5 separate regions of the Mus musculus genome follow, and regions 1, 2, 3 and 5 are each linked to region 4. Evidence: chromatin contacts called from public ChIA-PET and HiChIP or PLAC-seq data. All regions are on one chromosome and are shown on one strand. The core of a region is the stretch at or near the end of the contact, and the rest is flanking DNA. Distances in the headings are between cores, read along the strand shown. Region 1 holds the start of Dntt (deoxynucleotidyltransferase, terminal). Region 2 overlaps Tll2 (tolloid-like 2). Region 3 overlaps Tll2 (tolloid-like 2). Region 4 holds the start of Tm9sf3 (transmembrane 9 superfamily member 3). Region 5 has its middle 11 kb from the start of Gm33951.

Evidence for each region. ChIA-PET counts read pairs in DNA pulled down with a chosen protein or histone mark. HiChIP or PLAC-seq counts read pairs in DNA pulled down with a chosen protein or histone mark.
Region 1: an RNA polymerase II ChIA-PET map of memory CD8 T cells shows a contact between it and region 4, with 58 read pairs. The contact joins the promoter of Dntt here to the promoter of Tm9sf3 in region 4. A contact is called at or near these places in 2 of 39 promoter capture datasets (the C10 cell line and pre-B cells), 2 of 484 Hi-C or Micro-C datasets (CD4 T cells and CD8 T cells) and 3 of 115 datasets of contacts at active chromatin or transcription factors (CD8 T cells, embryonic stem cells and memory CD8 T cells).
Region 2: a contact with region 4 is called in an H3K4me3 HiChIP or PLAC-seq map of bone marrow-derived macrophages, with 5 times the contacts expected there. The contact joins the enhancer-like site here to the promoter of Tm9sf3 in region 4. A contact is called at or near these places in 13 of 39 promoter capture datasets (the 3T3-L1 cell line, the C10 cell line, the HPC-7 cell line and 9 more), 3 of 15 datasets of contacts at CTCF or cohesin (embryonic stem cells and stem cell-derived epiblast-like cells), 28 of 484 Hi-C or Micro-C datasets (the HL-1 cell line, cortical glia, cranial neural crest and 16 more), 40 of 115 datasets of contacts at active chromatin or transcription factors (the 230-238 cell line, the HPC-7 cell line, T-cell acute lymphoblastic leukemia and 24 more) and 3 of 9 other capture datasets (adipose tissue, embryonic stem cells and liver).
Region 3: a contact with region 4 is called in an H3K4me3 HiChIP or PLAC-seq map of embryonic stem cells, with 8 times the contacts expected there. The contact joins the enhancer-like site here to the promoter of Tm9sf3 in region 4. A contact is called at or near these places in 6 of 39 promoter capture datasets (cranial neural crest, frontonasal cranial neural crest, maxillary cranial neural crest and 3 more), 3 of 15 datasets of contacts at CTCF or cohesin (embryonic stem cells and stem cell-derived epiblast-like cells), 14 of 484 Hi-C or Micro-C datasets (the HL-1 cell line, cranial neural crest, embryonic cerebral cortex and 7 more), 23 of 115 datasets of contacts at active chromatin or transcription factors (the HPC-7 cell line, VIP interneurons, craniofacial prominence and 12 more) and 3 of 9 other capture datasets (adipose tissue, embryonic stem cells and pancreatic islet).
Region 5: a contact with region 4 is called in an H3K27ac HiChIP or PLAC-seq map of extraembryonic endoderm stem cells. The contact joins the enhancer-like site here to the promoter of Tm9sf3 in region 4. A contact is called at or near these places in 1 of 15 datasets of contacts at CTCF or cohesin (the NIH/3T3 cell line), 1 of 484 Hi-C or Micro-C datasets (bone marrow-derived macrophages), 15 of 115 datasets of contacts at active chromatin or transcription factors (the 230-238 cell line, DN3 thymocytes, T-cell acute lymphoblastic leukemia and 11 more) and 3 of 9 other capture datasets (adipose tissue, liver and macrophages).

The regions. Positions count from the first base shown.
Region 1 is chr19:41,026,528-41,031,041 of GRCm38.p6, forward strand. Dntt (deoxynucleotidyltransferase, terminal) reads left to right here and starts at 2,748. Exons shown (of 11, transcript NM_001043228.1): 1 at 2,748-3,114. The coding sequence starts at 2,912.
Region 2 is chr19:41,087,018-41,091,537 of GRCm38.p6, forward strand. Tll2 (tolloid-like 2) reads right to left here. Exons shown (of 21, transcript NM_011904.4): 18 at 4,400-4,520; 19 at 1,656-1,869. Among named protein-coding and RNA genes, the nearest start is that of Opalin, 12 kb to the left of the region's middle. Within about 2 kb of position 2,999, at least 8 of the 459 cell types and tissues checked have an H3K27ac peak or open chromatin away from gene starts, as enhancers often do. A contact at or near this core is called in bone marrow-derived macrophages and hippocampal neurons, where this site is marked.
Region 3 is chr19:41,112,264-41,116,289 of GRCm38.p6, forward strand. Tll2 (tolloid-like 2) reads right to left here. Exons shown (of 21, transcript NM_011904.4): 10 at 724-826. Among named protein-coding and RNA genes, the nearest start is that of Opalin, 37 kb to the left of the region's middle. Within about 2 kb of position 2,043, at least 10 of the 459 cell types and tissues checked have an H3K27ac peak or open chromatin away from gene starts, as enhancers often do. A contact at or near this core is called in stem cell-derived motor neurons, where this site is marked.
Region 4 is chr19:41,262,724-41,267,081 of GRCm38.p6, forward strand. Tm9sf3 (transmembrane 9 superfamily member 3) reads right to left here and starts at 1,281. Exons shown (of 15, transcript NM_133352.2): 1 at 1,036-1,281. The coding sequence starts at 1,131.
Region 5 is chr19:41,453,828-41,458,457 of GRCm38.p6, forward strand. No RefSeq gene overlaps it. Among named protein-coding and RNA genes, the nearest start is that of Gm33951, 11 kb to the left of the region's middle. Within about 2 kb of position 1,369, at least 126 of the 459 cell types and tissues checked have an H3K27ac peak or open chromatin away from gene starts, as enhancers often do. A contact at or near this core is called in the NIH/3T3 cell line, bone marrow-derived macrophages, differentiating embryonic stem cells and 5 more, where this site is marked.

The DNA of each region.
Region 1 (4,514 bases), core at 1,498-3,997, 230 kb before region 4:
AGCTAAGTTGACCCTCTGAACAAAATAAAAGTTACTATTGACTCTTACTTAAGGTTCTCCTCTGTGTCACGCCTTCTGTACGGGGGTGAAATGGGCTATCTCAGTTCTTGATTTAGATGTGGGGAAAACAGGCTTAAGGAAGTGAAGCAACTACGCAAGGTCACAGCCTCCCAGCTGTGCAGATGGGAGCTCGTGCATCCCTGGCTGCATCCTCTGTCTGTGTGCTATTCTCTGTTCCTATTGCTGCTTCTGTGGTCTCACATTGCTGTGCAGATAGAAGCTTGTGCATCTATGGCGGCATCCTCTGTCTGTGTGCTATTCTCTGTCCCCGTTGCTGCTTCTGTGGACTCACGTTACTATGGGGATGATACCACCCCGGGGCCTAGCTAGAGGACTGCCTTGTTCATGCTGTCAGACCACTTGGAGGCTAAGACTAATTCTATCATGTAGCTGTCTGAAACCAAGCATCTAACAGGGGGCCAAAGTGTGTGTGGGGGGAGGCTTGTCCCCACTCATTGGTCTCTATCAAGCAAACATTGCACCCTAGTCTCAGAGAGCTGCACAAAAGGCCCCTCCAGATGATTAAGTTCCTTCTGCTACATGTCCGTGAACACCGTCAAGGTCTCTACCACACAGGGAGCCCACTCTGCACTTTTGACAGGTGTAGATACTTGCAGAGAGCCAAAGTCTGTTCACTACAGCTCTCTGTCATTCTTGCATGAAACAGCCTTGTGGATGCCCGATGGCAGCTGTCATAGCACCCTCCTTTGGCAGTGCTGAGGTGCTCATGCGTTCATACGCTCTTGAAGGCAGTAAAAGTCCCAAATGCTGTGGTGGAATACATGAGAAGGGTCCATATTTATTACTGGGTAAGGAGGCATGACAGAAGGAGGCTGTTTGGTATGTGTATGTGTGTAAATACATGTGTGTGTGTGTACACATATATATTTGTTTTTGCTTTTTGTTTTTTGTTTTTTTTTTTTTTTTTTTTTTTTTTGTTTTTTTTTTTGAGGCAGGGTTTCTCTGTGTAGCCCTGGCTGCCCTGGAACTGACTCTATAGACCAGGCTGACCTTGAACTCACAGAGATCTTCCTACCTCTGCCTCCTAAGTGCTGGGATTAAAGGCATTGTACTACCAGTCTGGTTAAGAGCATACATTTTTAATTTTGATTTTTTAGTTTATGTGTGCATGTGTGTGTGCACGTGCGCGCACACACACCCACACACCCACACACATACGCGCCCTGGTACTTCTATGGAGATCAAAAGACAACTTGTGTGAATCAGTTTCACGTTCCACTGTGCTAGCTGCTGTGGTGAAACACAAAGTTTCGAGGATGGGCAGCAAGCTCCTTTACTCACTGAGCCATCTCACCGGCCCCAAGAGTATATACATTTTGGAGTCAGACAAACCTGACTCCGAGTCCTGACTCAGCCATTTCTTAGTGGTGGCTACTGATTTGTTCTGTGACTTTGAGCAAGTTGCTTGCGGGGCTGAGGATCTTCTCTGCTGCATCTCGCTGCCTGTATGGTACTTTGTGGGCACTGACAACCCCCCCCCCCCGTATTATATGGGTATCTAGCTGGCAGTATGGTCTTATAAGAATTCAGTCAGCAAAGGTTTTGAGGTCTTGCCTAGGTCCTGTAGTAGGTGTTCCAGAAGTGAGACCTACTAAGTAATATTAACTAAAGATGAAATTTTCATTTTGCACAGGGCTGTGAAAATGTCCCTAACTCCATGCCCATGACTCTTCTCCAAAACTCATCTCGTCTCAGAGACCTATGTTAGTTATGTAGCGACCACTCTCTGGAAACTTAGTGCACTGAAAAAATAGAAACCAAAAACAAACTAAGTTGCATCACGGTTGAAGTCTGAAGAACTGCATTCATGATCTCATTTGCCCCATACTCTGTGATCTGCAGTGTCTGAACCTTAGCTTTCTATAAAATGTGCTCACACACGGGAGCCTGTGGTCCTGTGCCCACTGCAAAACGATAGTAACTAAAGCAGCAGAGTAGACAGAGCCAGGAAAATCACAGTTATGGGCTTGTTGGGAAAAAAGTGACCATGGGGCCAGGAGAGATAGCTCAGTGGTTAGGAGCACTAACTGCTCTTCCAGCAGGCCAGAGTTCAAGTCTCAGCAACCATGTGGCAGCTTACAACTGTCTGCAATTCCAGTTCCAGGGAATCTGACACCTTCCAACACCAATGCACATAAAATAAAAAAAAATTAAAAAAAAAAAAGCAACCAGCAGAGTGAGAAATTCAGGTGGCATTCACGTGAAATCACAACAGCTGTATGTAACACATCTGTGCCAATTACAGACATCCAGTGTACCATAACGTAGGTCCGAGAGAAAGAATAGAAGTGAGCTAGAGTAAAGCAGGAATCAATGAATAAAGTCAGCAGGAGCAGTTAGATGACTAAGTGGTGATGATAGAAGCTTGCTACCAAGACTGACAACCCACGTTTGATTCCTGGGACCTACAACGGTGGAGGGGGAAAGATGCCTCTGACTGCCACACTGATGTCATGGCATGCACACACATGCCCCCTTGCGCAGTAAGCAAATGTAATACATTTTTTAAAAAATGGCTTTTAAAATGCAACCTAAAGGGTTTGAACATGTCTAAAGATAAATAACAGTACTCAACCAGTGGCGAGGTCCCCCTTTCTTCATAAGTTTATTCTGAGGTACTGCAGAGATCAAGTGTATGAAAACCCAAGTTCACTGTTCTTTCTGTCAAGAGCTCCATTTTGGGAGAAAGGACCTGATCAGAGTGAGACATTCCTTCAGCAGGAAGTTGTCACCAGGGTGGTACCTATGGGTTTGCTGGTGAGAGGACATCAGAGCCCTCATTCTGGAGACACCACCTGATGGTACAGACAGAGCTAGACTGTCTGCTTCCATGGATCCACTGCAAGCAGTCCACCTGGGTCCTCGGAAGAAAAGACCCAGGCAGCTGGGCACCCCAGTGGCTTCCACGCCTTATGACATCCGATTTCGAGACTTGGTCCTCTTCATTTTGGAAAAGAAGATGGGAACAACTCGAAGAGCCTTCCTCATGGAGCTGGCCCGAAGGAAAGGGTTCAGGGTGGAAAATGAGCTCAGGTAGGACAGCCCTGGTCACTTTGCAAGCATGCAGGAGCCCTGAGGACGTCCCCAAGGGACCCAAGGGGCCAGTTGGCTAAGGGAGATGAGTGGGGACTAAATGAGATTATATAGAAACTAATTGGTACCAAAAAATAATATTTTTAAAAAAAAATATGGCTTCCCATGACTGACTCTGAGATTAAGTATCCAGGAGTGATAACCAGAAAACTAGTCAGAGAACCACATAGAAACCACTCGATTCCATTCTGTACCAAACTGAACCAACACCATTGGGTTCAATTTTTTACATTGCTACTTTGGAGCAGGGAGGGTGTTCTGATTGTCTGGCTCTGACTTATACACACCTGCTCTGCTAAGGGTCTATGGTGGGCTAGGCTGAGGTGAGTCACCACAGGTACCTTACTGGCCTTGGTGATGGTTTTCCAAAGGGTGGTCCAAGTGGGCTTCAGGAAGAGATGCTGGTTAAAGATGTTTGTCTAGGGGTGACAGATGGCACCCCAGTGTGCTATGATCAGAGTCTAGGCAGGGAGGTGATTGAAGCTACCATCTGCACTCGTTCAGTAAGCACCAATTATCATTGTTTTGCTGACTATTGTGTACGTTCACTCTCTTGACCCAATGAAAAGAATCAAAGCGATTCAGAAAGTCCCAGTAAAAGGCCCTGGTGTGCCTGACGGCTGCAGACAGAAGTGTTGGGGTTACAGTGGGAGTGGGGGGGCACTCAGTTCACTGCCTTCAGCCATGCAAGTTGGGAGGGGTGCTGAACATACCGTGTCAGAGATGATCTGACTTTTACACTTGGGATTTTGGAAAGTCTTTGAATTTAAAAGAAAATTGCCAAACGTTTCTTGCTGATGAAATGCTGGCTTTGGAGACATTGAGGAGACACATTTCCAAGGTCAGTACTCAGGAATTTCACACTCCACATGCCCAGCTGAGGGGATCTTTTTAGATTTTTTGCTAAAATGTCCCCAATCAAAAATTCCTGAGGTTCTGGGCTTCTCTCTTTTCTGAGTCTTTGTCACATGGTCTCCTATTTTTTGTTTTAAGTCATCACAGCCACTCTCAACTTCATTCCTTGATGTTCTTTTCACACAATCCAATATTTCAACTCGTTTTTGAGTATAACTAATCTGTTAGCCTTATGTACAGTGTTAGCTTTAAAAGAGAAAGAGATTAGATAGGTAAAGGGGGAGGGATAAAACAGAAAAAACATCTTCAAAGAGAAAGTTAAAAACAGAAATCAAAAGTTTTAGCAGCTACCAAGATGCTTTTCATGGTAAAGGAACTGAACAGGGACCAGTCAGGAAAGGGAGAGCCATCAGGCAGGGTGCCACTCACTCAGAAAGCTCTCTGATAAAAGGTCCATACATCTGTTGGAGGCCCATGGACTGAGT
Region 2 (4,520 bases), core at 1,749-4,248, 170 kb before region 4:
GTTGGACCCAGTGCTATTCTTGGTGTGGATTGTGGGCAATTTTGGTTCTTAACATCCCATCTAGAGTTGGTCACCAGGGTGGGTCTGGCCCTGTCCAACTCGAGTCCTTATTTTTGTCTTTACTTCATGTCTGACTTGACTCATGAGACATACAATAAGCACAAGAGGCAAGATGACTCCTTCCCTACCTGCTGTACCACCACCAGCACCCCTCCAACCTCCCACCCCTCCACTCCAGCACCCCTCCACCCTTCCACCCTTCCACCCTTCCACCCCAGAACCCAGTGACCTGTCACGTTGTAACTGAATTCAACCATTGGCAACACTCAGATCAGAGGGAAGTTAGGCAATTTGCACCCAATACCCCCAGCCCTTTCTTCCATTTGTCCTCTGGGTTAGGGTGACTATAGCCTTGTGGTTCTCAAACCGTGTCCTGTCCCTTTGGGGTGTCCCCACACTCTGCATGCCTTGCTGTAAACAGTCCCTTTATTAAATTCTGCAGCTATGTCCCAAGATTGCCCCAACTCCCCAGAGCACCTGCGTTTGTCTTTCTTTGCTCTGTGTGCATGCATGCATGTGTAGCGTGTGCTTGCAGTGTCTGTGGAGGCTAGAAGAGGGTATTGGCTTCCCTGAAACTGGAGTTATAGACAATTGTAAGCTGCCAGGCAGGTGCTGGGAATCGAACCCAGGTCCTCTGCAAGAGCAGCCAGCGCTCTTAAGCACTGCGCCATCTTTCTGACCCAGAGTGCCCATGTACTGCTCTGTCTGAAGGGACAAGAAGGTGAAGTCCGTCCTCAGTGGCCTTAAACTCCTGTGGAGGAAACATAGACCCTTAAGAGGCTAGCGAGGGTCTCATGAAGTGTGGGGTGTCTGGCCCGGCAGGGAAATATAGACTGATTAGACATGGGGACTGCCATTTTGTAAGCTCTGAGCCCTGTTTTCTGGCTCTGATTTAAGGGAGTGGGATGGAGTTAGGGGTAGGGGGGTAATTAAAGAGAGCCGCGGTGAGAAAGGGGGCTGTTAAAAAAGAATGGCAGTGTCCCACAATCACGACTTCCTGCTCAGCACCACAGACAAAAGCCTCAGGCTCTTGGGCAGCCTCTGGCTGTGCCACAATCAAATGCCAGGATCACAGGGGCTACATTCTCCACAGGGCTAAGGCTGAAGTGCCAGAGCAGAGTCTTCTACCCCATTGGCCTTCTTATATTGAACAGTGTAGACAAGTTAGAAGCACACACATTTTCTTCCAAAGGACCTGGCAGAGCTACTTTTGGCGTGCCAGGGGGGAAAAATGACAAGAAAAAGCAACCTTTTCCAGAAGTGGCCCTTCGAGAATAAAATGGCTGCTCACTTTAGTTTTCAGACCTTTGCACTTCACAGGCCAGCAAAATGACACAGTTTAAAAGGGAGAAGCGGGGAGGGGGGGGGTAAGAGGAAGTTGGGGTGGGGGAGGGGAGGGGAGCCGACGATGGCCACTCAACACCAACAAAGCATTGCCCACATCCAGTTTTGTCAAGTAAAAATATCAAAGGAGAGCAGCCCTTCAGCCTGCGGCGGCTGAAGAACGCTCCTTTTAACCGGGATGTTTGAGCGTGCGGCTCCCTTGCCCTTCCTGAGCCTGCGAGGTGCTCAGCCTGAAGCCACCAGCCCCGCACCTGTGCTGTGCACAGCCTGGAAGCCTTTCCGCTGCACTGAGGCGTCCGAGTAAAACCTGAGGAATAGGCTGCTGCCTGTCGCCACCACGGGATCCGGCTTCTTGCTGCCGCAGAAGCGGCCAAGGATGGGGGCCAAGCTGTCTGTCCCATCGTACAGTTCCAGGTGGTCATAGGCACATTCCTGGTGCTGCTCAATCTCGAACTCACTGAATGTCTGGGGAGGGGAGAGCAGGAAGTGAGGCAAGGATCTGGCACTGAGAAGGGAGGGGAGAGGGAGGGGAAGGACATTCAGAGCCTGGAGGGGTCTGTCTACCAGCTTCCTAGGGGCGTCCACCATTGCCGTGATGGTCCGACATCCAGTCCCAGAGCCAGCTGCCTGGATTTACTTTTTCCTACCCTTCCTCTAATGCTAGGAGCCAGCTAGTACTGAGCACTCACCCAAGGTGGCAGCTGTGCTACAGGCATTACAAATGTCCCCTCATCCAGTCCTTGCAACCCTGTCCCGGGCACAACCCCTGAAGAAGACATCAGCTGGCATGGCCAGCGTCCTCCCTGGCAGAGAAGGTATGTAACCCAGGACCTGTGGCTTCAGAGATGTTGCTGTTAGCCTGTGCCCACTGCGGTACACTTGAAATCCCAGGGGCTTTGAGCAGGGCTGTTCTGCTATCAAAGTGGCTGGCATGCGTTGGGAGTTTTTTTCCCATCCCAGTAAACGGTGAAAGTTTTCTCACTTAAGTTCTAATGAGGTTATGAAAATCCATTAGTATCCCCAGTGAGCAGAAGGAGAAACCGAGTCACAAAGACGCTAATTGGCTTGCGTAAGTCTGTTCAGCTGGAGTAAGAATTGAACATGACCCAGAGCTGACTTTCTCCAGGTCACACTGCTAACCATAACCAGATTCCGTTGCCTCCTTTCTTCCCGTCCTTCCATCAGAGACTGTCCCCGGTTGTCGGCCCGGGGAACTGAACAGTTACCAGCCATATACAGCTTGTTGGGTGCTGGGTAGATGCCTGACTGGCTGACAGCTTGCCTGTGATGTCCTGGTGAGCAGGGGGGTGTTAGGTGAAGGGTGGATGGGGATGGGATGGGAAGGGGGACGCTGGTTGTGTGCAGGGCATCATTCTATAGGAACAAAGGGCAGGCAGAGTTCCGTCTGCATGCTCACCAACGATTTTCAAGGGAAGTATCTTTTTTTTTTTAAATAATTCTTGTATGCAAGCATCTCAGATGGAGGCTTCCCACCTGGCAGTTTTGAGGTTCCACCCCCAAGGAAGACTGTTCATGTCTGTCAGGAAAGGGCATTGCCAAGCAACAGAGCATCTTTCCAGCAGATGGCAGTCTAGAGCAAAGCTGGCCTTGCAAAAGCACTCTAAATACCCTCGTCCAGATTCTACACTGTTCTAAGGGACCCAGGGCAGAAGAAAGCCGTTTCTACCTTGGCAGCACGCATCACAGGAGGAGCCCAAGGGGCATGCCCCATGGCTTGGGGTCCATTCTGGACCATGATGCCTTGGGAGCCCGTCAATTTATCCTCACACAGCAGGAAACACCCTGACAGTATCATCTACGTTATCTCTTATCACTGTTTTCCTCTGTTCCCTTCCCTCCTCCCTGTGTTTTCAGTCTGTCATTCATAAGGTCCATCTTGCTCATCTCAACAGTCTGAGATGTGTGTCTGATGTGTCTCTGTGTGTGTCTTTCTGTGTATGTGTCTATGAGTGTGCATCTGTGTGTGTGTGTGTATGCATGTGTCTGTGAGCAGGCATGTGTGTCTGTGTGTCTGTGTGTGTCTGCAATTGTTCCTGTGAATGTGAGTGTGCATGTTTGTCTCTGTGTGTGAGTGTTCCTGTGTATGTTTGTGTGTATATATGTCTGTGGGTATGCTTCTGTGTGTGTGTGTGTCTGTGTGTTGGTGTGTATGTTTGTGAGCGTTCCTATGTATGTGTGTGTGTATATGTTTCTGGGAGTGCACGTGTGCATCTGTGTGTCTATGAGTATTCCTGTGTATGTGAGTATGCCCCTGCATATGTGTGTGTGTGTGTGTGTGTGTGTGTGTGTATGAGGTGTTTTGTTTTGTTGTTTTTTGTAAATAATGACATGTGCTGTGTGAGACCACACATCAGATATGTGGGTGAGATTTTACATGATTTGCAAGGCAATTGTTTGTTTGTTTGTTTGTTTGTTTGTTTTTAACTGAAGGAGGAATTAGTGTGCTGGTCCTATTGTTAACTGATAAAAATGTAAATTGCAGAGGAGCATGAGTAATTGTATTTATTCTACGCGACTGATTTGAGTAAGAATTTAAAAAGCTATGTGCTTTCCCTTGTGAGGGAAACTTCTGAAAAGATTCACAAATGTCTAGAGTGGGAACCGGGACCTGAGGACTCGTGACCTCTCAACGTTCTGTGTAAATTAAGTCTTGTTTTTTTCTTCTTCTTCAAGAGTAAAATGTTCCGTAAGAGAATAGCCCTGGATGCAACTGAATCACACACACAGCACTGTAGCCCTGCATGGCAGCCGCCACCTCCCACAGTGCTGCTGTGAGCAGGGCTGGTACAGAGCTTTGAGCATGCTCCCTTCTTCTGCTCAGAGCACCCACCTCAAGATTCACAGCATCTCCCCATTTCCCAGCAGGAAAACTGAGACCTGCACATGCTCCATGCTGATCATGGAGCAGGGACTTGAACCCATATCCGCTTAATGCCAAGGCTTGTGCTCTTAACAAACTAATGAGAGGACTCACAATTTTCACCCTGTGGCCTGCGGTTGATGAAATGTTCCAGGTACATTCCTTCCGGCTGGGGTATTTGTCTGGCCAGTTAGGACTCATCAGGGTCCCCTCTGCACTGCTGATCTTGTAGGCG
Region 3 (4,026 bases), core at 793-3,292, 150 kb before region 4:
GAAACATTAAAAAAAAATCATCTAAAATATCCACAATGGATTCTTTACATCTTTAATTTTATTGGAGATTTATATCGTAAATCATAAGATGGTTCCTCGCCGTAGGATTCGGCCCACGCAATGGCTTAAGTAATTTAGTTCTGACAATTTAAGACAGCACAGCTGTGCTCCTTACTTCATCAAACTGGTCCCATTCTGATCTCTTCTGCCTGTGACAGCCGCTAACTGCAATTCCTGCCTTATACACATCTTTTCGTACACGCATGTGTTTGAAATAATTCTATTTACTCCACTCTGTAACATTGCACAGGTTACAGAGTGCTGGGGAAATCTCTCTGTATCGATACACACTCCCCTCCAGCTTTATTTTTATTGGATGGAAATTTTCCGTGGAAAAGGTGTGTCACAATTTACTCCGCTGAGCCTTACTGCTGCACATTTAAATTGCTCTGATTCTTCCTGCTTCAGTGCACCTCCCCGTTGCTAGAGCTTTGCACACTTCCTTAATTAGTTCCCTAGGAGACATTCCAAGAAGTGGAATTGCTGGGTCATAAGGCGCTGACAGTTTTTAAAAGCCTTTAACATGTGTGGCCAAATGGAGTGGTCAGAGTTTTACAATGACAAGAGCGCCTGAGAGCTTCCTGTGCCAGCTGCTAGACGGAACCTTCCAGATAGGGAGAACACACTCCATCTCTCATTCTTTGAAGGCTGATGTCCACTCACCCAACAGGGGGGCCTTTCTCCAGTAACCATCCCGGATCTCCACGTAATCGTACCAGCACAGGCGGCTCTTAAACAAATCCATGGAGGTGAAATTTAGGATGATCTGCAAAGAATTACCATAAAGTAGGTTTGAACAACAAAGCCCGAAGACCGCCTTACGTGCCAATGCTCTCATGTTACCCCTTAGCATACAGAGCCCTCAGACCGCAGTAGGAGCATCTTCTCAAAACACACACACACAGGAAGTCTCCTGACATCAAATAATAAACCTTAGTTGGGATGGCGAGTAAACAGAGGGAGATAGGTCCTTTAGCTCTGTCTGGGGAGTCGCTTGAGCTTTTGAAGTTGCTAGGTGGTTTACAGAAAGCAAGATGCACTTAGAGATAGGCAAGGACAAGTTGAGACTAGGGATTAGGGAGGAGGTAAGAGGTCAGGGAGGTTCAGAGATACGAAAGGATCTTGGAACATCATCAATCATTCCAGAAGGTCTGGGGTTAGCTCAAGTGCATCTGAGCATGGCTGCATCAGCATCCCTCAGCCAGGACCTCTCACTCCTGAAGTGCTATCATTCCCCCACCGAAAGCCTTCTTGAACTCCGTCCACCCATTCAATTCTGTCATCTCTTTCTTCTTACTGGTTGGCCACTGACAGCGTGTTCCTGTGCTGTTTCTCTTCAACGTCCCTGCCTAACGGCTACTGTTGGCATGATCCCTAGACTACCCAGCCTTCCACAACTTACACCTCAGGTTTTTCTGACTGCCCCGACCCCACATTTAGAAAACCCCTAAAGAAATCCCTATACCCTTATCTTATAAGTCAAACCTGCCTTGTTTTCTAGACTCTCCAAGGCCAGCCTGTGTCTCTTTCTCAGGGCTCTATAGGTTACAAAAGTCTTCACTGGGCCCAGGTAAGTACCCCACGGTAAGTCTTGTGCGCAGGTGGAACCATACGATATTTGATCTTTAGGACTCCCTATTGTCTCTCCCTTTCAGGGGTGTCTAAGCAGACAGGTTTGGCCTCAGCTCCCCTCACTGGTTCTAGAATCTTGAGGAAGCACTCATCTGAAAGACGATGTGCACACCGCCAGGTTGTGGAGGAGTCTGTGAGAGAACCTGCATGCCGAGTGACTAGTGCTGTGTCTGGCGTGCAGGAAGTACTCCAAAAGCACGCTTTTAAAAGTGAGACTATACTGAGTGTGCCCTTAGCGTATCACAGCTGACATCCCCCAGTCCCTCACTGGCTTTCTCTCTAGCCTGATCAACACTGAGAGAGCCCACTCCCTCCCCAGGGCCAATCCCCATCCAGTGGGATTCTTCCACAGAACCCAGTGGTCGCCTAGGAAATGAAGAATGAGTACAACAGATGGGGCTGCATGTGGGTGTGTGCGTGCCATGGGCGTGTCTGTCAGATGCGTAGGGGGTGAGGAACCCGAGCTGAGCGGCATCTTAAATTGGGGTGTCCCTGGGTTTCTCTCAACTCTGCATCATGCTCGTGATGAGACGGTAGGGTTCAGGAATGCTTCTAAGCCGGTCCCACAAGAATTCTTTAGTATTTGCTCTTTTAAGATTACACTGAGGAAATGTTAGTAAAACTTCCTTGGAAACACATTCATGGTCTGACTGAGGGATAATTATTCAGGCTGATTATTTTAAGTATGTTAGTGAACCATAAAGACCATCAGGGGAAGAGGTGATGAGCGAGAGGTACTCTGAGAGTCAATCAAGTTTGCTAATTACCAGCAGCTCTGGGGAAGGCTGGGTGAGGCAGAAATGGGAATAATTGCAGGAATTTCAACGATGTATATTCTCTGTGCCCCTAGTGAGCACTAATAATTGAGACTTAGTGAAGCTTACACGGTTTAAACATATCACACAGCCCTGCTGTGCAGCAAGTCAACAATGTGGGGATTACCAGGCCCCCTCCTCTTCCTCCTCCCCCTCCTCCTCCTCCTGCTTCCTGCCTGTTAGCACCTCTAGCAGGCACAGTCATATCCACGCAAAAGGTCTATAGCTCGGGTTCAAGAAGACAACCACACTGTGTTTGCATACATGTGCAAGTGTGTGTCTGTATGTGTGTGTGTGTATACATGTGTGTGCGCGCACACACATACACAGACATGCAGAAGGCAGAAAAAAAAATGTCATTTGTCTTCTTCTGTCACCTAGCCCCTGATTTTTTTTGATACAAGGTTTCTCACTGAACCAGAAACTTGGCCTTCTGGCTGTGGGGGTTTACCAGCAAGCTCTCAGAATCCGCCTGTCTCCATCCCTGTATGTTGGGTTGCAGGCATGCATGGGTCATGCTGGGCTTTTCATTTGAGTGCTGGAGAGTTGAACTCAGATCCTCACGTTTACACAGCAAGCACTCTTACCCACTGTGCAGTCTTCCAAGCCCTAGCATTGTCTTAATACTTAATCGGGACAGTGTCTATGCAGGCGTAAATGTATGTTGTGTGAGCTCTGTCTCCTTTGTGTAACATGATGGTAGTCCAATATTCTGGTTCTGAGGTCCACAGTGGTGTGGGTTCATGTCCCAACTCTCCATCAAATTTAGTCACCTTGCGTAAGTCCAATTTCCACTCTATGATAAGCAGGATAACAGCATCTACCATGTGTGGTTGGTGCAAGGATGTGAACTACATGGCTTACTGAGGAAAGAGTCCAGTGTGTGTAGAAAATGCTCTCAATGGACCATGACCACGGCTCTCTGGTTCTCACCTTATACTTAAAGTTATGAAGTAAGAATATCTGCAGGCTGGCTGTGGAGACCGGAGCATATCTAATACATTCCACTATCTCTAGTTGTCCGGGCTTGGCTCCATCCTCATATATCCACATATCCATTCAAAGTGGGATGCTGGGACTGATGTGAACAATCTCTGTCCTCAGTGTGCTTAAGGACTTGATAGAATATAGTAGTTATGATACTGAGACATGCTATGACATGTGTTATCCTAGAGAGATGTGGGAACACAAGAATATCCCCTTACCTAAGCCCAAGAAAGAGGGCATCTGAGACAAGCTATAAAAAAAAAAATCTGGATTTTTCCAATGAAAAGATAAAGATTGAAGAGATGGCTTATCAGTTAACAGTGTGTATTTTTCTAGCAGAGCACCCTAGCTCAGTTCCCACCACCCATGTTGGGTGGCTAACTGCCTATAACTCCAGCTCCAGGGGATCTGGGTTCAGGGATCAGACTCCATGGACACCTGTACACACACACACACATGCACACACACACATGCACACACACACATGCACACACATACATGCACACACACACACAGACACACATACACCCTC
Region 4 (4,358 bases), core at 31-2,530:
GAGTTTTTAATTGGCTAATCAAAACAAAGTTTTGTTCACTACAAACAAAATCTAACGTCTGCCCCTTAAAAGCAGCGTACTCCCATTTTGTCACCGATCAGCTACAGCCAAACGTTCTCCACATATTTTAAATTTAGTAAATACACAACTACTCGGGCAAAAAAAAAAAAATCACAATACAGATAAAAACCTTGAAACAATCTCCAATTTGCCAAGCAATCTTCTAGGTTTATCAGACTTTCCACACTTCCCCGCGTCTACCATTCTGAATAAAAAAATAAATAAGTGAATTCCACAGCGTTACAGCTCTAGGTGAAAGTCACTCCAAGAGTCATTAATAGGCGAGCTTTGATGTGAAGATACAATTAAATAAACCGCCAATCAACTTCAGGCCAAAAGCAAAAGTGAGTGGGGGTGTGGCCTGAGGGCTGGGTGACACAAGGGCAGAGCTGTCCCAGTTAGGGACCGACCACCCGAACAGGGCGTCCTCTGGGCACTCACGGAGCGCGGAGAAAGTTGCAAGGGAGTCCTGGGGACCGAGTGCGTGCAGGGTGAAGACGTGTCCGCGTGTAAACCGTTCACACCTCCACTTCCCTAAAGCTGTCCCCACCCCACGGTTTAAATCCGGTTCGGGCGAGAGGGAGAGAGAAGGGTAGGAAGAGGCCGGAGCCCTGCGCGAAGCGATGGGTATTTCCTGGTTGGCAAGCGCCTGGATCACCACGCATCCATCCTCCGCCGTGCTGTGTGCACAGCGTCCAGTTTCCCGGGTCCAGAGCCCGCTCCGGGCCGATCCCCGGGCAGCAGCCCCGAGAGGCGGAGCTGCGGAGCAAGGCCCAGGCAGCCCCGAGTGCTCGGAAATGCCTCCTCCCAGCTCCCGCGGATCCGGCCCCGCCATGCCCGACCGGAAGGAGCGCTCGGGCGGCCGCGGGGCTGCACCGGGCCCCCCGGGCCTTCGGACCACGCCGGGTCTGGCGGGGCGGCAGGCTTGGGAGCGGGGCTGGGGCGGGGGCGGCCGCGCGGCTCGCTTCGCCTCACCGTGTGTTCGTGCTCGTCAGACCGAGCCCGGGGCAGCAGCAGCAACAACAACGCGGCGGCCGCCGCCACGCCAGGAGCGCCCGGCAGCGGCCTCATCCTCCGCGCTCCCACAGGCCGGGCGCCGGCCCACCGACTCCTCCTCCGCCGCCGCCGCCGATTCACATCCACCGGGCGCGGACAGACGCACGGGGCCCGGGCACAGCCGCTGCCTCCGCCGCCGTCACCGCCCGCTCCGCGCCGCCCCCGCCCCCCGGCCTCCGAGCCTCTTCCTCTGACTCAGCCACGTCATCCGGCCACCCCGGCACACGCCGGAAGTCCTCCCGACGCGGGGCCGCAACCGTCGCCGGCCGTGGGGCGCCGGCGCGCGCAGGCCGCGGGGTTGAAGGGTTCCGAGTCGCCGCTGCTGTGCTGCTTGCTCAGCCTCGGCCTGGACCTGGGCCTGGGCCCTTGCGCGCCCGGCTGCGGGCGGGCTGGGGTGACATCGGCTCAGGCGCCTAGCTCGCCACGGCGTGCGTGAACACCCCTTCCCTCTAACCTCGGGCTCCGCAAGCTTCTTTATGGACGATGATTATTAAACTTGGACAGGGTCGGTTGGGTGTTTAAACATCACCGTGTACTGTTTATAGACTTCTATGCAATCAAGAGATCTGGGCTAAGTTGACATTCTTGTTCATCTGCCTACGTATTGTTTTTCTCAGCCTCAATCATAAATGTGTCCGGAAGTTCCTCAGCACTCCAATCACTTGATCTCATATTCTGTATCTGAGCCGGTAGTAATAAGGAGCTAAGTTTGGTATCTTACTCTTGTAAGCCCCAGCATTCGGGAAGCTGGACTGATTGTTGTTTATTGCATACTTGCTTGGGTTACAGCGTGAGACAAAAGAAGAAAAGAAAACAAAACGAAATAATCGGGTCATAGCGGTGCAGGCATGTAATCCCGGCACCAGGACCGCAGAGGCAGAATTGCAGAAAGATTGGAGCCAACCTTATCTACAGGCTCAGTACCAAGCCTGCCAGGCTACGTAGCAAGGCCCCATCTCAAACCAAAACGTACTACGGACTCAGAAATGATCAGAAGGACACTTCTCTAAATGTGGGACTTAGAGGAAGATTGTCTCATCCATCCGTATCAGGCAGGTTTTGGTATTTGGTCGTGTAATACCTCACAGCCAATATTCTATACCACCATACTGTGCAGAAGTCTGAAGAAGACCCCACTACCAATCTTCCTTCCCTGTCCATTCCCAAGGAGTACCAACATGATTTCCTACCAAGAAATCAAATTATGTCTTTTTTGTCCAAAACACATCTTGAATAGTTAGAACTCATAGTGGAATCATCAGTAATGGTTTCATCTGCCAGGCACTCTGATACTCACACAGACCCTATGCAACAGGTACCTTTAGTGTGTCCACTTACAGAAAAGTGACAGATGCACAGGTTGGGTGACTTGCTGAAAGACTAGACCCAGTTTGCTTCTTTAGTTTGTTAACTGCTAATGTATTACCAACCAGACAGCTCTTTAAAAGGTGAATTAGATGTGCTCTCATTGGCATGACATATCCAAGAAGCACTTACAAATGGAAAAGTCTGCTACCATTTTAAATGGTAGCATGCTAGTTTGCCTGTAGAAAACAATCTTAAGTGATTAATATTCAAACCATTACAAGAGTGATTTGCTTCAAAAATTTGTATACCCCTCTTTGGAAGTTTGTGTATGTGTGTGTTATGTATATTGTGCTAGTACGTGCTTGTGTGTGTGTGTGTGTGTGTGTGTGTGTGTTCAAGTCAGATGTTGACAAACAGATGTCTTCCCCAAACACTGCCCACATATTTTTTGAGACAATGTCTCTCGCTGAAGCTGAAGCTCAGGTATTCTGCTACACAGGCTAGCCAGCAAGACCTGAGAATCCTCCTGTCTCCACGTCCCACTTTATGTGGGTTCTTGGGATCTGAACCCAAATCCTTATACAAGCAATTTACCGAGTCATATCAGATCTCCAGCCCTGTTTGGATATGTGTGTGCTACATGTGTAATGAGGTTAGAGATGATGCCTTTGCTCATGAATGCAGTCCAACTTCCTCAGTCTGTGACTTAGTCACTGTTCTTCTATTGCTGTGAAGACAGACACCATGACCAAGGCGACTCATAAAATAAAGCCTGGGGTTTGGAGGGCTGGCTTACAGTTTCCAAGGGTCAATCCATGGCAGGGAGCATTGCAGTAAGCGTGGCACTGGGTCAGTAGCTGAGAGCTACTTAGGATCTTCAAGCAGAGAGCAGGAGACTGGGTCTGGCAGAGACTTGAAGCCTCAGAGCTCACACCCAGAGACATACTTCCCCCAACAAAGCCATACCTCCTAACCCTTGTAATCCTTTCAAACAGCCTCACTCTCTGGCGACCAGATATTTAAATATACGAAATTGTGGGGCCATTCTCTTTTTTGTTTGTTTGGTTTTTTGGGGGGGGGTTTGTTTTGTTTTGTTTTGTTTGAGACAGGGTTTCTCTGTATAGCCCTGGCTGTCCTGGAACTCACTCTGTAGATCAGGCTGGCCTCAAACTCAGAAATCCACCTGCCTCTGCCTCCCAAGTGCTGGGATCAAAGGCGTGCGCCACCACTGGCAGTGCGGGGGAGGGGGGGGACGACATTGTTATTCAAACCACTACAATGACTGTGCACCTGCACAATCAGACCCAACTTTACTGTGCAAGTTAAGGTTTGGTTTTTTGTTTTGGTTTATTTGGGGGGGGGGTGTATTTGTCAACTTGACATGCACTAGAAACACTTGGAAAGAGGAACCCTTAATTAAGGAATTGCCTCCATCAGATAGGTCTTTGGGCATGTCTGTAGTGCATTTTTTCCCTGATTCCTGGTTGATGTGGGAGGATCCAGCCCATAGTTGAAGTGCTATCCATGGTCCTGGGTTGTATTGAAAAGCAAATAGAGCAAGCCCTGGGGAACAAGCCAGCACTGCCTCCAGGCTCCCGCTTGACTTTCCGCATTACATTCCCATTGAGGGCAGTGATGGACTGAGACGTGGAAACATAAGCCAAGTAAACTTATTCCTCCCAAAGTCGTTCATGGTGTGTAACACAGCAGCAGAAAGCAACCTAGAACATTTACCTCTGTTCTGCCTTCATTCATACGCGTCAGATACACATCATGTTCCTTGCACCTCTGTGACCTATGCAGTGCTGGGAATGGATCCCACGGCCATCTTTATGTTAGGCAAGCGTCCTGCCACATGGTTAAGCCAACACTAATGCTTTTGCTCACGGTGTTCTCTTTATCTACAATGTCCTGCTTCACCTCCTCACTTTAAT
Region 5 (4,630 bases), core at 119-2,618, 190 kb after region 4:
TGGCCAACGACCTCAGGGAGAAGGAAGACTCACATTTGTCTTAGTTACAGGCTTTCGGGCATAGTTACAGAACCATAGCCTCTCTCAGAATCCTTCTTTTATGTAACTGTGGACATGAAGACTTATTCATTTATTTATGCCTAGACCTTATGCTAGGCCTGTTTCCAACTATCTCATACCTTATTATCCCATTTATGCTAATCTAAGTTCTGCCACATGGATGGTTAGTTAACTCTCCTCAGTTTCATACATCTGACTTCTTCCCAGTCTGAGTGGCAAATCTTTCCTTGCCTGACTCTTCCCCAGGGTTCCTCTATCCAGGTGTCCTACCTTACTATTCTGCCTTGTGCTATAGGCCATAGGCTTTTTTATTTTAACCAATTAGAAGGTGCCTTAGTCAGGCAAAGAAGGACAGGGACACATCTTCACAGAGTGTACAAAAACATCACTCTAACACTTCCATCTTTCTGTCTGCCCTTGAAATCCAAGACTTGCTGAGGATTGGATTATAAACTTTAATTTTTCAAAACCTACTTTTAATGATGGTGTAACACTCTGAGAGCCTTAACTTATCGGAAACCCCCTGAGTGGACAACTCAGAGTTGAGAATTGAGGAATTTTATTGTTCCAGCAAGCTGGGGTCGCCCTGCACACAAAGGAGAGAGAAGGACCACGCGCAGCCTGATTGGTGAGTTTTTATACAGTTTTCAGAGCAGCAGCCATTAGGCACAATGTGATTGGCAGAACAGTGTGACTTTTAAAAACTGATTGGTCTTTAGGGAATGAGGTGGCAAGGACTTTCCTTGTCTGCAGGTGGTCAACAGTCTCAGGATGTGTCTACTTGCTCTGGTCCACAGGTGGCCAATGGTCGATCCCATCCCGTGTCTGTCTGTCTGTGTCTGTCTGTCCGTCTGTCGTCCTGTGTCGTGTGTCGTGTGTCCCCCCCCCCCCCCCCCCCCCCCCCCCGCCTGTGGTCTGAGGAATGTAGTTAGCCTCTCCCTTCTGGAGGGGAGGGGTGCCTGTGTGCTCTCTGACCTTTCTCTTCCAGGAGAGGAGGGGTCTGGTGGAATTTTCCAAAGGTCCTGAATTGATCTCTTCAGTGGTTCTTAAATGCTTTAACCTCCCTTCTAGCCCAGCACCCACCAGAGGATACAAGGGATACAGGGGAAATGAACCTGTTTAGAAAATGTTCTTTAGTACAAATCCCATCAGCATTGGTCAGGAAATCAGCAGTTCAGTTCACAGGCCAGCAGTGGCAGCTCAATCCACTTGAAAATACTTCACGAATATACCAGCAGTCCAGTTCAGTCGAGACGGGATAGCAAGCATGAATCAGCAGCAGTGGCGTGACCCAGCAGAGACAGCCAGGCCTCAGTGTCAGCATGAGTCAGCAGGCCTCAGTGTCAGCATGAGTCAGCAGAAGGAATTCAGACCAGCAGGGAAGCCAGAAAAACATTCTCAGTTGAGCCTCTCTCAAGGAAGTAAGGATTGGCAAGGGCATGAGACCAAAGAAGCATTGCAGGAGCTAGTTCTACCAGCAAGCCCCTCTCACAGTCCCTTGAGTCCCTATTTGTACTCCCTCCAAATATCATGTGTCCTCCATGGGTCTTACCTCACATGTGTTGCCTCAGCATGTGAGTCTGTCTTAGCAAAACTCCTCCCTGTATCAGCTGACGTCACTCTGCCAATCGGCCAAGTCCTCAGAAGCTTCAAGAAGCCACAGCACACTACCAGAAATTTTTTGGTCTATTTCTTCTCTCTATGGAGTCATGACAAATGGAACTCAACTACAAAATGTAAGGCAGACCAATAAATGTGTGTTGTTATCGAAGAATCCTTCATCACGAGTTCTTTCACGAGTCTGCTTCAGCAAAATATCCTTTCACCTGTGTCTGCTTCAGCAAAACACTCCTTGTGTTTGTCCCAGCAAGACACCATTCAACGCAAATGACTTTCCAAACAACCCTTAAGTTTTCACTTCCTTTGATGGTCACAAGCTAACGGCTGGCAGCTCTCTGCTGACTGATAGATGAACACCTTCAAATCCTCGTTCAAGAGAATTTCCCTGTCTCTGTCCTTGGCCAGGGGATTGGCAGGACCCCACTGAATGTTATTTCTACATCCAGGCCAGAGATTCTGTCCTCCTGACCAGGAGTTTCCCCTTAAGAGGCCTTCATTGCTACTTTCTCATTGCTAAAGAGGAAACCCTAAATCATCTAGGACCCAGACCAAAGACCAGAGCTAGGCGGCAGAATCTGGGAGGAGATGACGCAGGTGAAGCTGTGATCACCATATATTGTATGGAAAAAACAGTTTCAATTAAAGTTATGGTAATAAAATAAAAAATAAGTCCCTAATTCTTTTGGCATCTTTGCTTTGGGAGGGATGAAACTACCAAGAGTCCCCAGGATGTTTCTGGCTTTCAATCAAGAAAGAAACGGGTTGCTTTTCTTTGGGGTCTTTTTATCCTAAACTGTCTAACCGATTTCTATCTCTTATACCATCTCCCTCCTTCTGAAGCTGTAAACCCAAATGGCATCACAGACTCAGGGTGATGACTGATCTGGCTTTTTCCAGCAGAATTGGGAGTGTTGGGTGACCACATTAGAATAGCCTTCAACTATGGTTATTAAACACGCAGAAGATCAGTTGCACTAGTCTGGAACTTTTGACTATTGTATACTGTTTGAAAAAACAGATAGTTCTAAATAAACTTTAGACATAGATTTTATAGATCTTAGTCAGTCCTTGTAATTATTGATCAACGGCATTAGAAACTTTAACGTATCATCTCTAAGTCTCATCTTTTATGTACCTTGAGGAACTCACTCACATCTTCATTACTTGCAAGTGATTTCCAGTCTTCTTTCCCATTCTGGAATCATCCAGTCGTCATCTTAATCTTCATATAAAAATAAATCACCCTTTACTAAAACAACAGCCATGCATATCTCCTTCTAACATCTTATTTTATTTACTTGTCCCCTTTCTTAATACCATGAGACATAAGGACATTAACAAAGAATTTGCTATAATTATAATTTCTTATAATACTGTAAGAAATTTCTTCCTGGGAGGTGGAGGGGCTAAGCAATGTTGTCTAAATTAATTGGGATTTATCATGTAATGAAAATGGGTGTGGGTTACTGACAGTATGTGGCCACCCAAAACCAGCTTCACTGGAAAGTCTCTATCCTGTATGTAGAAATAGTTTCCCATAGTTGCCTAAGTGGGGAATCTCCTGTCTCCATACCAGGCCTGTGCCTTCCTGGCTTGATTGTTCAGGAAGAGACCTTGGCAGGTCGCTGTGATGCTCCCTGCTAATGCAACACGCCTCTGCCAGTTTATAAAACACAGCAGTGGTGGGACAGGCTTTTAGTTCCGGCACTTGAGAAGCAGAGACAGATGGATCTCTGAGTTCGAGGCCAGCCTGGTCTATAGAGTGAGTTCCAGGACAGCCAGGGCTACCCAGAAGAAGGTCAACCAAAACCAAAAGAGCCTTTTGGTGTAATGTGATACCCCAGGCTGAATCCTGGATTTAACAAGGAAATTAGCAGTTCAATGAGAAGGTGAGGTCCAGTCTGGCAGTGTGGCTGCTTATGGTTAAAGCCATTTAAAGTAGTCAGGAGTTCAGTTAATAACTCAGTAAAACCTTCGTGCAAAGGGCGTGTCTTATAAGATGTGCTGATTAAAGCGGTGGAATGGTTTGTTTCTCCTTCACTTCCTAGGTGCCAATTCTTTCAAGACTAGTCCTAAACTAAGACTGTGAGGTCACAGACCCCAGCCAATGGGGGTAAAGACACCGACACCACCTAAGTTAGGATAAAAATGTGTTCCCTCTGTGTTCACTCTTCTGAGTGAGCCTGACTGATCAAGGATAGAGCTTCCCTTGTCTAGACACTTATGGTGCAGTGGTGATCTCTTTCTTGGAGACCCTAAACATATTTCTGGCAGCATCTCCTTCTTGAGATGAGGCCTCGTTCTGTAACCTTGCCTGGTCTCAAACTGGCTATTACCTGCCTTAGCCTCCTGGGATTACAGACACATGCAACCAAGATCAGCTTTATAATGTCTTCTTGTAGAGAATGTAATGAAGGTTTACCCTTAGTGGTGAATTCCTCTCCAAGACTATCTGTATCTGGTCTCCAAGAGGCCAGCTGACAGACCTCTGCATAAGACAGAAGCCCATGTGCCTTCCATGCCCAGCTCTGTCTGGCTTTCACCTTGAAGTTTCTGGAAATTTCTGACAGCTTCAGGATCTTGCCTCTTAGGACCCATGAAAATCAGCTCATCACAGAGTAAATGAAGGTTGTTTTTGCTCTTTGTTCAATAAGGAGGCACTTTTTATTTTTATGTTTTTCATTTTATCTATCTATCTATCTATCTATCTATCTATCTATCTATCTATCTACCCACCCATCCATTTTTGCTTATTTGTTTGAGACAGGGTCTTTCTATATGGTCCTGGCTGTCCTGGAACTCTTTATAGACCAGGCTCTCCTTGAACTCACAGGGATGGCCTCTCAAGTGCTGAGATTAAAGGTGTACATTGCTACTTCTTTTTTTGTTGTTGATGGTGGTGGTTTGTTTGTTTTTTTTTCCGAGACAGGGTTTCTCTGCATCGCCCTGG